Linked DNA regions of Zea mays: region 2 is linked to region 1. A link is a contact called in public Hi-C data. All regions are on one chromosome and are shown on one strand. The core of a region is the stretch at or near the end of the contact, and the rest is flanking DNA. Distances in the headings are between cores, read along the strand shown. Region 1 holds the start of LOC107126292. Region 2 holds the start of LOC100191233.

Region 1 (5,153 bases), core at 713-3,212:
ATATAGGCAATCAAACATACGTTCAGATAAAGTCAACACATTCAGTGATTCAGGATAAAGCGATGCGGACAACTAATCAGGTGGATAGTAAGTGTGGTTTGATGTCGACTTGACATTCCCATGAGCTTACAAACCGAGAAAAGCATATAAGAGTCTTCCGGCATTCCCTAAAACGTCTCTAAGGCAGGAGCAAGACGATTCCCTATCATTATTAGGGCTAGAAAAAAAAACTCGAACTCCACGAGCCGACTCAGACTCGGAGCGGCTCGACGCTAGAAACGACTCGAGCTGAGCCTGCTTGTATTGCTAGTAAAAAGAGCGAGTCAACTTGATTTGTTATGTAAAATCCTTATTAGCATATAGTGTTGATACTAAATAGGCGATTAGTTTATGTTATTTGAGATTACTATATAAAATCAATCTACTCAGCGCTTAACCGAGTTTGTTACTGAGTCATACCTAAGTCCCTGTATTTACAACATTATCATTTATTCAACTGAGATATATTGTTTTTAATATCTGTTCTTCTAATCCGTAGCGGAGTTTATGGGCCCACACGACTGGGTTCTTAGGCTCATCTGGGTACCCATGATACATATGTTTCACAGTTAGCACTCTGAGTTAGTTATTTTCCGCTGTGATTCTGTGTGTTACATTGGTACAAGGGGCGAAGCTACACTATAGGTAGCGGATGCAAATGCACCCCCACAAAATATATAGAATTGGTTAAAATTTCACCATATATACACTGGTAAAATAAATTTCTATGCATCCACAAGTCAAATGCACTATCCTTAATTTTGCTCTGGCTTCGCCACTTATTGGTACCATATTGTTACGTCTACACGACAGGCATGTCCACCTCCTGCTTAACCACGACTGCAAGTCAATTATTTAAGAAATGCGGGCTCGGAATTTTTTTTAAAAAAAATCTGCTACTGTCTTTTCGGGGCAGGTATTTTTGGGCCTGTGCCTGCTGGGTGCTGGCGTTTCCTCGTCCGGCTCCGGCCTCATCAGGCCAGGGAGAGGAAAAAAAACTGATGAAGCCGCTGCTCCTACACTCCGCTGGTCCGCCCACCCTTTTTCATCGTTCACCCACAGATCAGTGACCTCACTAGAGCAACGGCTACCAGGTACCAGCACCGGGCTTTGACCTACCCGTAACTGACACGAAACGTAAAATAAAAATAAAAATGGAGGCGCAATAACCATAACAGACTTGCAGACTGCAGTCCCCCGTGATGTTACTCATGAAACGGCGAAGATCAGCAACAAGGAAACGGCGAAGGTCATACTGGAGGAGACTTTTGAGCCGGAGAGCGAATGGTTAGTACAATTGTACAAAGACAAGTAAAAGAATCGCTAGGGGCAGAGATTTCACTCAACAATAGGAGGCATCGACGACGAACCAACCGTTTAAAGAAAGAAAGAGAAAGGAGAGGAGATCTCACTCAAGCAAACCGGAAGGAGATCAAAGGTGCGGAAGAACATAACGAATCACGAGAAAGAGCTCCCCTGCGCTCAACCACCCTCATCCCCTTTTGCTTTCGCTTGGACTTTGAACTCGTCTGTCGTCTCGTCTACTCAGCCCCACCCGTATCTTTTCTTTTTTCCTCCCCCCTGGCCGCGCCCAACAAGTCGCCCCAGCCCAGCCAGCAAAGGCAAACGAAAGTACGTACAGGAAGCAAGCAAGCGTCAGCGCGCGGGCTGAGTATAAATAAAAACAAGTGACACAGCTGCACAGTAACAGAGGCGTGTGTTAGAACGGGAGGCCAGGAGTAGCGTAGTGTGGTCTTGACCTGCTAGTCCGGTCCGGTGTATGCTTTTGCTTTCCACGCCCCGGCGAAAAAGCCCTGCTATTTAAGCACGCCAAGCTCTCTGCCTTGTCTCCACTCTCCAGCAGCACCCGGCCTCTCTCTCTGACTCTCACCCAGTCCACTCTCCACACTCTGTCTGCCTCACGATTCACGTCCTCAGCTCCCCCCCCTGCTGCCGCTGCAGCAAGGCCGACGAGCCATGGAGAAAGGGGTGCAGCTGATGGAGGGGAGGCAGGCGTGGCCGCTCCACACGATGGGGATGCCCGTCGCCAGTACGACCACCACCAGCACCTGCTTCGACGACTACAGCTGCAGCAGTAGCGGGTGGGAGCAGTCGGCACCGTTCGGCTGCTTCGGCCTCCTCGCCGCCGACGTCCATGACCTCTTCCCGCTCTGTACGTGATGATGACCTTTCTTTGCCCGGATTAATTACCTGGTCGTCGCTTATTTATGCCCTTTGCACTCGCAGTCGCAGCCATGGAGCCGGCCCCGCCGCCGCCGCCGTCGGCGCACGGCGTGGCCGTCGCGATCCCCGGGGAGCTGGACGACCTTCTCCTGGTGCGTGCGTCACATCACGACGCTCCGGAAGAGGAGACCAAACAGACCACCCAACCTCTTAGCATTAGCACTAACAGTAACAGTAGCAGCCAGAGCTGAATTCTTACCACTGAGCCACCGCTAGCTCATCAAAGCTCTCTCGTTGTTGTCGTTGGGTGTCCCCTTGCAGAACTTCTGGGACGCGGGCTGCCACGACGGCGACGTGGGCGAGCCGCCGCTCAAGGCGCAGCAGGAGGAGGAGGAGGCCGCCTTCAATTCCAGCTGCGCCTGCGCCAGCGCCACGCACGAGCAGGGCTACCGCACCCCCACCGACTCCTTCACAATTCACTGTGAGCGCCCCCGTTTGAATCCAACCCTCCTCCTCCGCTCCCCACTCTGAAATCGACCCAGTTTCGTCGGGTTTGTCTGCAAACGGACACGACGGGACCTGTTAGTTAATTTTTTAGGTCTTGTTGGCCCCGCGGCCCGCGCCAAGTACATCGCCACGCCATGGATGGTGGGTTGTTCTGGGTCCAATGGAGGCAGAGGACAAGTCAGGTCGCAGAGAGCTAGGTTTAGCGTCACGTTACTGTCAAGGCCCCATGATGGATGCATGGATTGTTTAAAACAATCATGAATGCTAGATTGAGTATTATGCAGTGGCAACTTTGCACTGGAGTACATGTAAACGAGCATGATGCCCGCGTCTGACTTGCAAGCCGCGCGCACAATCACCAGGCAGGCGACACGGGCGGGCGCGTCTTTTGAAGAAGAAAAAAAGAAGAAAGATTTGGGTTCTACGTGTTTAGATAGTGGTGCGGCCAGCCTGCCCAAGATTCTACTACTAGTATATTAGTCATATAGTGCGTGTATAATCTTCTTCGTCACTCGCTCTCCAATTTTAAACCCGGCCGATGAACCTCTCCTGCTGTCGTGCAGGTGATGATGATGACCAGGCCTTGAGCTCGATTTTCTCGGCGGGTCCCGCGCCGGCAGCGGAGAGAGCGGCGTTCCAGCAGCAGGCCCCCGCCACAGAGGCGGAGCCCCTGCCCAGCTCGTCCTCCTCCAGCTGCCGCGGGGACCCGCGCGCCGCCGGGGCCGGGACCGGCCTGCCGCTTCCGGGGCGGGGCGCCGCGCGGGGGCCTGCGCGGGCCCCGCCGCTTCCGAGGACCTGCGGCCCCTCTCTGAAACGTGCCGCGACACGCGAAGGTGCGGGGTCTCGCTCGTCTTGTCAGTTGTCACTCGCGCCGCGCGTGCGGAATTCTCGCAGGCAGCAGGCACCGGGCTGGCCGGGGAGTTGAGTTGACAGTTTGACACGGCACCTCGTGCTAATCGCTAAGCTAACCCGCGCTTTGCTGCTTGGCACGTCGTACGTGCTGTCCTCGATCGGCAGAGTCGGAGCAGGCGTCGGCCGAGAGCGGCGGCGGCAAGCGGCGGAAGGGCGCGGGCGTGGTGGTGGTGCGTCCGTTCGCGCTGCTGAAGCCCGACGGCCTGGACGGCGGCGCGACGCTGGCGGACATCAACGCGCGCGTCCTGATGCGGCCGGCGCGGCCGGTGCGGCACCCCGTGGGCGAGTTCGCGTGCGCGCCGCGCGTGTCCGCGGACCAGCCGGGCATCTCGGGCAAGGCCGTCGCCGGCTTCACGCGCCTGCACACCCCCGGGCGCGGCTCCATAACCATCATAAGGACGCGAGGCTAGTGAGTCATGGCGACGTAGGAATGTAGTAGGATTAGGTGTAGCCGCCGCGCCGGGGCCGGCAGTGGTGACTCGACCTCCGAGTCGCGATTCCGTGTGTAATAATGTAAATTATGAGCGCACAACCTGTAAATCGTACCAATAAAATCTCTGCTATCTACCAGTCCCCCCCTGCACTGCACCGACGAACTGCAACCGAACTTTTGATCAGGAACTGAATCTAGCTGCCATTGTTTGGCACGGGGCCACGGAGCTTGTAAATAAACAGGTTGTGGTACGGCTGCTGGAGGCAACTAGCTTTCCTTTTGTCTGCACAGCCAGCGTGGGGCCTGCCAGCCACCATACAACAACAACAACAAAGTCTTTTTGTCCAAGCACGTTGGGTATGCTAGAGATAAAACCCCGTATAAAAACCTCAGAGGTCAACCCCAAAGAAAAGAAAAGGGAAACAAAGGTAAAGAGAACCGAAAAACGACGAAACGGGGAAACACATAAAAAAGATAAAAACCACAAGAACCAGCAAGATCTAAATGGGCACAAGAGAAGGTCAAACGATTAAGGAGGAAAAACAAAACTATAAATCAGGGTTCTGGCACGTGAATTGCTGAAAGACGTCTAGAGGGGGGTGAATAGGCGGAATCTAAAAATTATAAACTTAAGCACAACTACAAGCCGGAGTTAGCGTTAGAAATATAAGCGAGTCCAAAAGAGAGGGCGAAAACAAATCACAAGCAAATAAGAATGGATGACGCGGTGATTTGTTTTACCGAGGTTCGGTTCTTGGAAACCTACTCCCCGTTGAGGTGGTCACAAAGACCGGGTCTCTTTCAACCCTTTCCCTCTCTCAAACGGTCACCTAGACCGAGTGAGCTTGTCTTCTCAATCAAATGGGGACACTAAGTCCACTACAAGGACCACCACACAATTGGTGTCTCTTATTTTGATTACAAGTGAGCTGAGCACAAGAAAGAAGGAAGAAGAAAAGCAATCCAAGCGCAAGAGCTTAAATGAACACAAATGTCTCTCTCTAGTCACTTATTTGGTTGGAGTGATTCCGGACTTGGGAGAGGATTTGATCTTTTTGTTTGTGTCTTGTATTGAATG
Region 2 (5,153 bases), core at 1,339-3,838, 320 kb before region 1:
ACGTACATAATTTACATGTCAGTTTTCGACTCCACCAATACGGTACTCCAGTACTACGTAAGCGGCAGAAGGGAGCTAACAGTACAATCATTTAGATTATGTTCATGTTCATGGGTTCATCGCTACACTATAGGAGAGAAATTATCTACAGATCCCAAACGCCCCTGCAGGTACGTAGCAAGTGCAAGTCATGTGCTGTTCTAGGCAATCGTCACCAGGGGGCCGTCAACGTTCTTCGCAAGCACAGCCGTTTCTTCCGTCCGAATGGATCCTTCAACATTTCTGATACCTGTCGCCAAAATTTGCAGTCATCGTTACCAAATGCAAAAACAGGCGGGTCATTATGAAAAAAAATAAAATTATATGTGCTGGAAGCAATGCCGTACATTTGTAAACTGCTCCAGATTCTGTCAGTAATTTTTTTTAAACGAGGTAAGAGGAAGAACTCCAAAAAACCCCAGTAATAACGAGCTAGCCGTGCATACACTCATGGAGCCCTCAGGGGATTGAGCTAACACACATGTATCAAAGCCAGCTCTCTTAAAAACCTAATTCGATTTCTTTTCTTTGAATAATGAAAAGTATAGTTTGTTGAGTAACAGACAATCATAATCGATATGATGAACTCACAGGCTGAGCAGTGTACAAGGATGATGCAGTATATCTGAAGCTAAGTTGAACTAGATGTGTGGAATAGAGAGAAACTCTGGAAGTATGATTCCCCTAACTGAATCCTACAACCAATTTAGCGACTGGTTGCTCAGCTAGCAACTCACAACGCGAGATTAATAGAGTATATTTGAATTAACAGTTACCTCGTTGTTCTGCATTTCCATAATTTCTGCCTGCATTACGAAGAAATGAATGATCAGTAGTCAGTACTATGAGCACATCCAAAGAACAGTCTGAGGTGCAAGGATGTGTGCCTATCCCTAAAAGTGTTTAGCACTAGCCTATGGACGCAGTATCACTGTAACTACGCGAAATGTGATCCGGATGAACGAGTCTCATTGTAAGCTACACGAAATGTGATCCGGACGTCAAATCTATTTATATGCTGACGAACTGTTGCCGTGCCCCTTCTTTGGTAATGTTCACTTAAAAACATGGTCCATGAAGTGTGGCGCAAGGCAATTATTGATATCCAGAAATATACAGGGTGCACCTTTTTCATTCTGGAAATGCAGTGAAAAATACAGGAGTGAAGTAGATAGTGAATGATTCAGGGGAATACAATTGATGCAGGCAACATGGAGCATGCTGAAACTATCTATTTCAGAATGACTAAAAATAAATGCTCGTCGAGAGGCAATGCACCAAATCCCAAAGAAGAAGCAAATCTAGAAGTGTGTAGAGAAAATTGTAGAAAAGACACCTGTTTCCTCTCCAGTTCCTGATTCTGCTCTCTGAGTTTCTGAACTTCGGCTTCTAACTCCATTGTATAAGCCTATGCAGTAAAATAAGATTCTTTTTAACCGAAACAGCAAAGTGGAAAATTTGTCTGCTTTAAAAGAACGGTAACACAGTAACCAGGAAGAGTACGATGACTCTGATTATAATCGAATTGCGAAAGTTCACAATGTCATGAGTCAAGAAGCACTAACAAATTGCTTGGTGCCTTGGTCAGTAAGACATGCATGAATTCAGCAAAAGGCTGTGACCTGTTTGCGCGCTCGGGACCTCGCGGCGGACTCCCTGTTCTTGATCATCCTCCGCCGCCGCCTCTCCACCACTTTCTCCACTCCGCCTCCATGCCTTCTCCCCCGAATCATTCTTTCAAACGAAAAAGTTTGCGGCTCCGTCAGCGACGACAGGTCGCTGTATCCCTTCCCGACAGAATCAAGCTGGCTCACCGCTGTTTGCACAGCCATGGCGCTGCCTCCCATGCCTGCCGCCCTGGGCGGTATCAGGGCCAGATCCACCATGCCGACCGGTGCAAACCCTACCGCTGCCGTAGCTGCGTCGTCGTCGGCACCCGGTAAATCCCCAAAAAAGGCGGAGCTTTTAGGGGCAACAGGTACCGGCCGCGGCGGCACCATGGGTGGCGGCGCTGGAGGAGCAGAAGCGGGGTTCTCCTTGACCGCGCCAGCTCTGACCAAGAACTCCTCCAGAGTCATCTCCCCGAGCGTTGACTGGCGGTGGGGCGGCTGGTGTCCGCCGCCGTCCGCCCCCTGCGGCGGTTCGTCGCGCACGAGATTTCTCCACGCCTCGTCGACCGTCTTGGTGCTGAGCATGCGGGGCAGTGTGAGCGACGATCCCTGCCGCTGCATCGGCGTGGGGGGCATCCCCGCGCTCGCTCCTGCGATAGAGGCGGAGGCCTTGGCCTGGGTCTCCTCTGCGGTCCAGATGCTCCGGAGCAGCTCGTCCATGTTCACGGAGCCGAAACCCTTGGGGATGCCACGGCTACCGCCACAGCTGGCGGCGGCCCCGCCGAGGGTGCTCTGGGATCTGTCGAACGTCAACGAGTAGACTGAACCTTGCCTCGCTAACGGCGCCACTCCATCCCCTTCCTCCTGCTTGCCTGTCCCTGTCTCAGCTCAGCACCAAAAAAAATTTAAACTAACACTTAGGAAATGTTAGTTAAAAACATTAACAAATTTTAAACTAACACTTAGAGAATGTTAGTTAATAATATTTTAGATTATATAATCTGGATACGCTCACAAGTCACAGGTCGTGGTCTCCGAGCACGCGACGAGCAGCCAACCATATGTCGCCACGTGGGGGGCTTGCCTCCGTCGGTTGTTGGGATGTTAGATTGTTAGCATACGTACAAAAATATCTTCGACCCCGGGAGAAGAGCACCTGGTGCTAGGTTGCTGCCATGTAGGGCCTCTGCCGGCTTACCTGTCAGCGGGACCCGGTGTCAGTTCCTCTGGTGTATTGATGGAAACATGGTGGTAGGTTTCCCGTCTATGACAGGTACAGTTCCGAAAAGAAATGCAGGTCATCCATATCTCAATTTAATTTTGAAGAGCGTTATACTCGTAAAAAGATCAGTTGCGGAGCTACGTGGAAGAGGAAAGAAAATCAATGGGCCCTCACTTTGCCCCAATATGAGTGTTTCAGATTTGCCCCGTTTGAAACGCTACGAATTTCGTAGGAACTGTGAACGAAATTTATATGTATACAGAGGAAAAAAATCAGAAAAAAGCCTCCATCCGTTTCAAATACAGTTGTTTCTAGCCCACTTTTTTTCTATCCATATTCATTCAAATGATAATGAATATAGACATACATGGAAACTATATTCTTATGTTATTTAATGAATATATAATTAGTTTAAAACGAATTATATTTTGAAACGTGGGAAGTACAATGTAAAGAGGGTGTTGGGTCTATGCTTCGTCGCCGAAGGTCTTCTAGGAAGAAGTGGCTCTCGGCTGAAGCTGTTTGTATGAGATGGCCGAAGGTTCCTCTTCATGAAGCTTCGGTATCACAAACCGACTTAAAGATAAAATGACCCTTTAGTCCATAAAGGTCTGAGTCAATGTTGTAAACTTTTATGAGGGGTATAATTGTAATTCCTCACAGGCTGTGTCCTGTGCCTATAAATAGTGAACAGTATTCTTTTACTGTTCACACATTCTGGTAATTGCAATCGCATCTTTCGGAATCCAACCTTTGCCAAGGCAGAGGTATTTTTGTGCTCAATGATTCAATATATTAAGTAAATATAATATAATTCGTCTATGATTTATTTACCCCTTTTACACCCTTTATTTTATGTTGTCTTACAATATCTGTTGAAATTTTATTACGAAGATTTAAGCTTTGTAATTATACTCTCATCAGCCTTCGTCCAAGGCCCATTATCCTCAAGGGAATAATGTTTCATGGACGAAGGACGTTAACATTTAACACTTCATGTTGCCTTGTTCTTAATTCATAGCATTTGAGAACAAGTCCCCAACATTGGCGCCCACCTCCGGTGAACTCACTTCCACTTTTTGAGCTGATGGCTCCGTTCAACGACCAAGCTGGAGCTGCTTCGGACCCGAAGCTGGTGCTCCCGATCACAGGTGGTTCGTCCTCAGAGCCAGCTAACAAGAAACAAAAGAAGGAAGCACAGAGAAGGGTACAGCATGTTGGGGGTGCAAGGACCCTTCATCAAGTCAAGATGGTCTCACATTCCTATTACCTTCTCCCAAGAGGACCTTCAGCTCAAGGATTACCCACACAACGATGCCATGGTTATCTCTTGTGTTATCAAAGGATTTCTGGTCCACAATGTCTTGGTTGACACAGGCAGTGCAGCTGATATCATATTTGCTAAGGCCTTCAGACAAATGCAAGAGCCAGAAGATAAGATTCATGATGCTACACATCCTCTCTGTGGCTTCGGAGGAAGACAGATTGTAGCACTGGGCAAGATCACCATGTCAGTGACCTTCGGGTTCATCAACAACACTAGAACTGAGCAAGTTGTGTTTGACATTGTTGACATGGAATACCCTTACAATGCAATTATTGGTCGTGGCACCCTCAATGCTTTTGAAGCAATTCTTCACCCTGCCTATCTTTGCATGAAGATACCTTCGGATCAAGGACCCATCGCTATTCATGGAAGTCAGGAAGCTGCCAGAAGGGCCGAAGGAAACTGGACTGACTCAAAAGCAATCCATAACATAGATGGAGCTGAAGCTTGTGAACAATACAAATTCAGAAGGGAGAAAGCAGCTTCAGCAGATCAGCCGAAGCCCATGCTCTTATGTGAGGATATAGCAGAGCAGAAGGTGCTGTTGGGCTCTCAGTTATCCGAAGAACAAGAGAAAACCTTGATAAGGTTTTTGTTCAACAACAAAGATGTTTTTGCATGGTCAGCCAATGATCTCTGCGGAGTTAATAGGGATGTTATTGAGCACTCGCTCAATGTCGACCCATCCTTCAGACCCAGAAAGCAGAGGCTTCGGAAAATGTCAGATGATAAGGCCGAAGGTGCTCGTAACGAAGTCAAAAGACTCCTCAGTGCAGGAGTTATCAGAGAAGTAAAGTACCCAGAATGGCTAGCTAACACTGTTATGGTAAAAAAGGCCAATGGCAAGTGGCGAATGTGTATCGATTTTACAGATCTTAACAAGGCTTGTCCGAAGGATGAATTCCCACTACCAAGGATAGACTCTTTAGTTGATGCAGCAGCTTCTTCAGAGCTC

Evidence for each region. A called contact is a pair of places that touch in the nucleus more often than the background predicts.
Region 2: a Hi-C map of tassel shows a contact between it and region 1, with 1.7 times the contacts expected there. The contact joins the promoter of LOC100191233 here to the promoter of LOC107126292 in region 1. A contact is called at or near these places in 2 of 25 Hi-C or Micro-C datasets (ear and tassel).

The regions. Positions count from the first base shown.
Region 1 is chr2:190,968,672-190,973,824 of Zm-B73-REFERENCE-NAM-5.0, reverse strand. It overlaps LOC107126292, which reads left to right and starts at 1,962. Exons shown (of 5, transcript NM_001319091.1): 1 at 1,962-2,212; 2 at 2,287-2,375; 3 at 2,545-2,704; 4 at 3,294-3,563; 5 at 3,748-4,362. The coding sequence starts at 2,017. The coding sequence ends at 4,052.
Region 2 is chr2:191,285,852-191,291,004 of Zm-B73-REFERENCE-NAM-5.0, reverse strand. It overlaps LOC100191233, which reads right to left and starts at 2,588. Exons shown (of 4, transcript NM_001136667.1): 1 at 1,662-2,588; 2 at 1,376-1,447; 3 at 816-845; 4 at 1-289. The coding sequence starts at 2,369. The coding sequence ends at 212.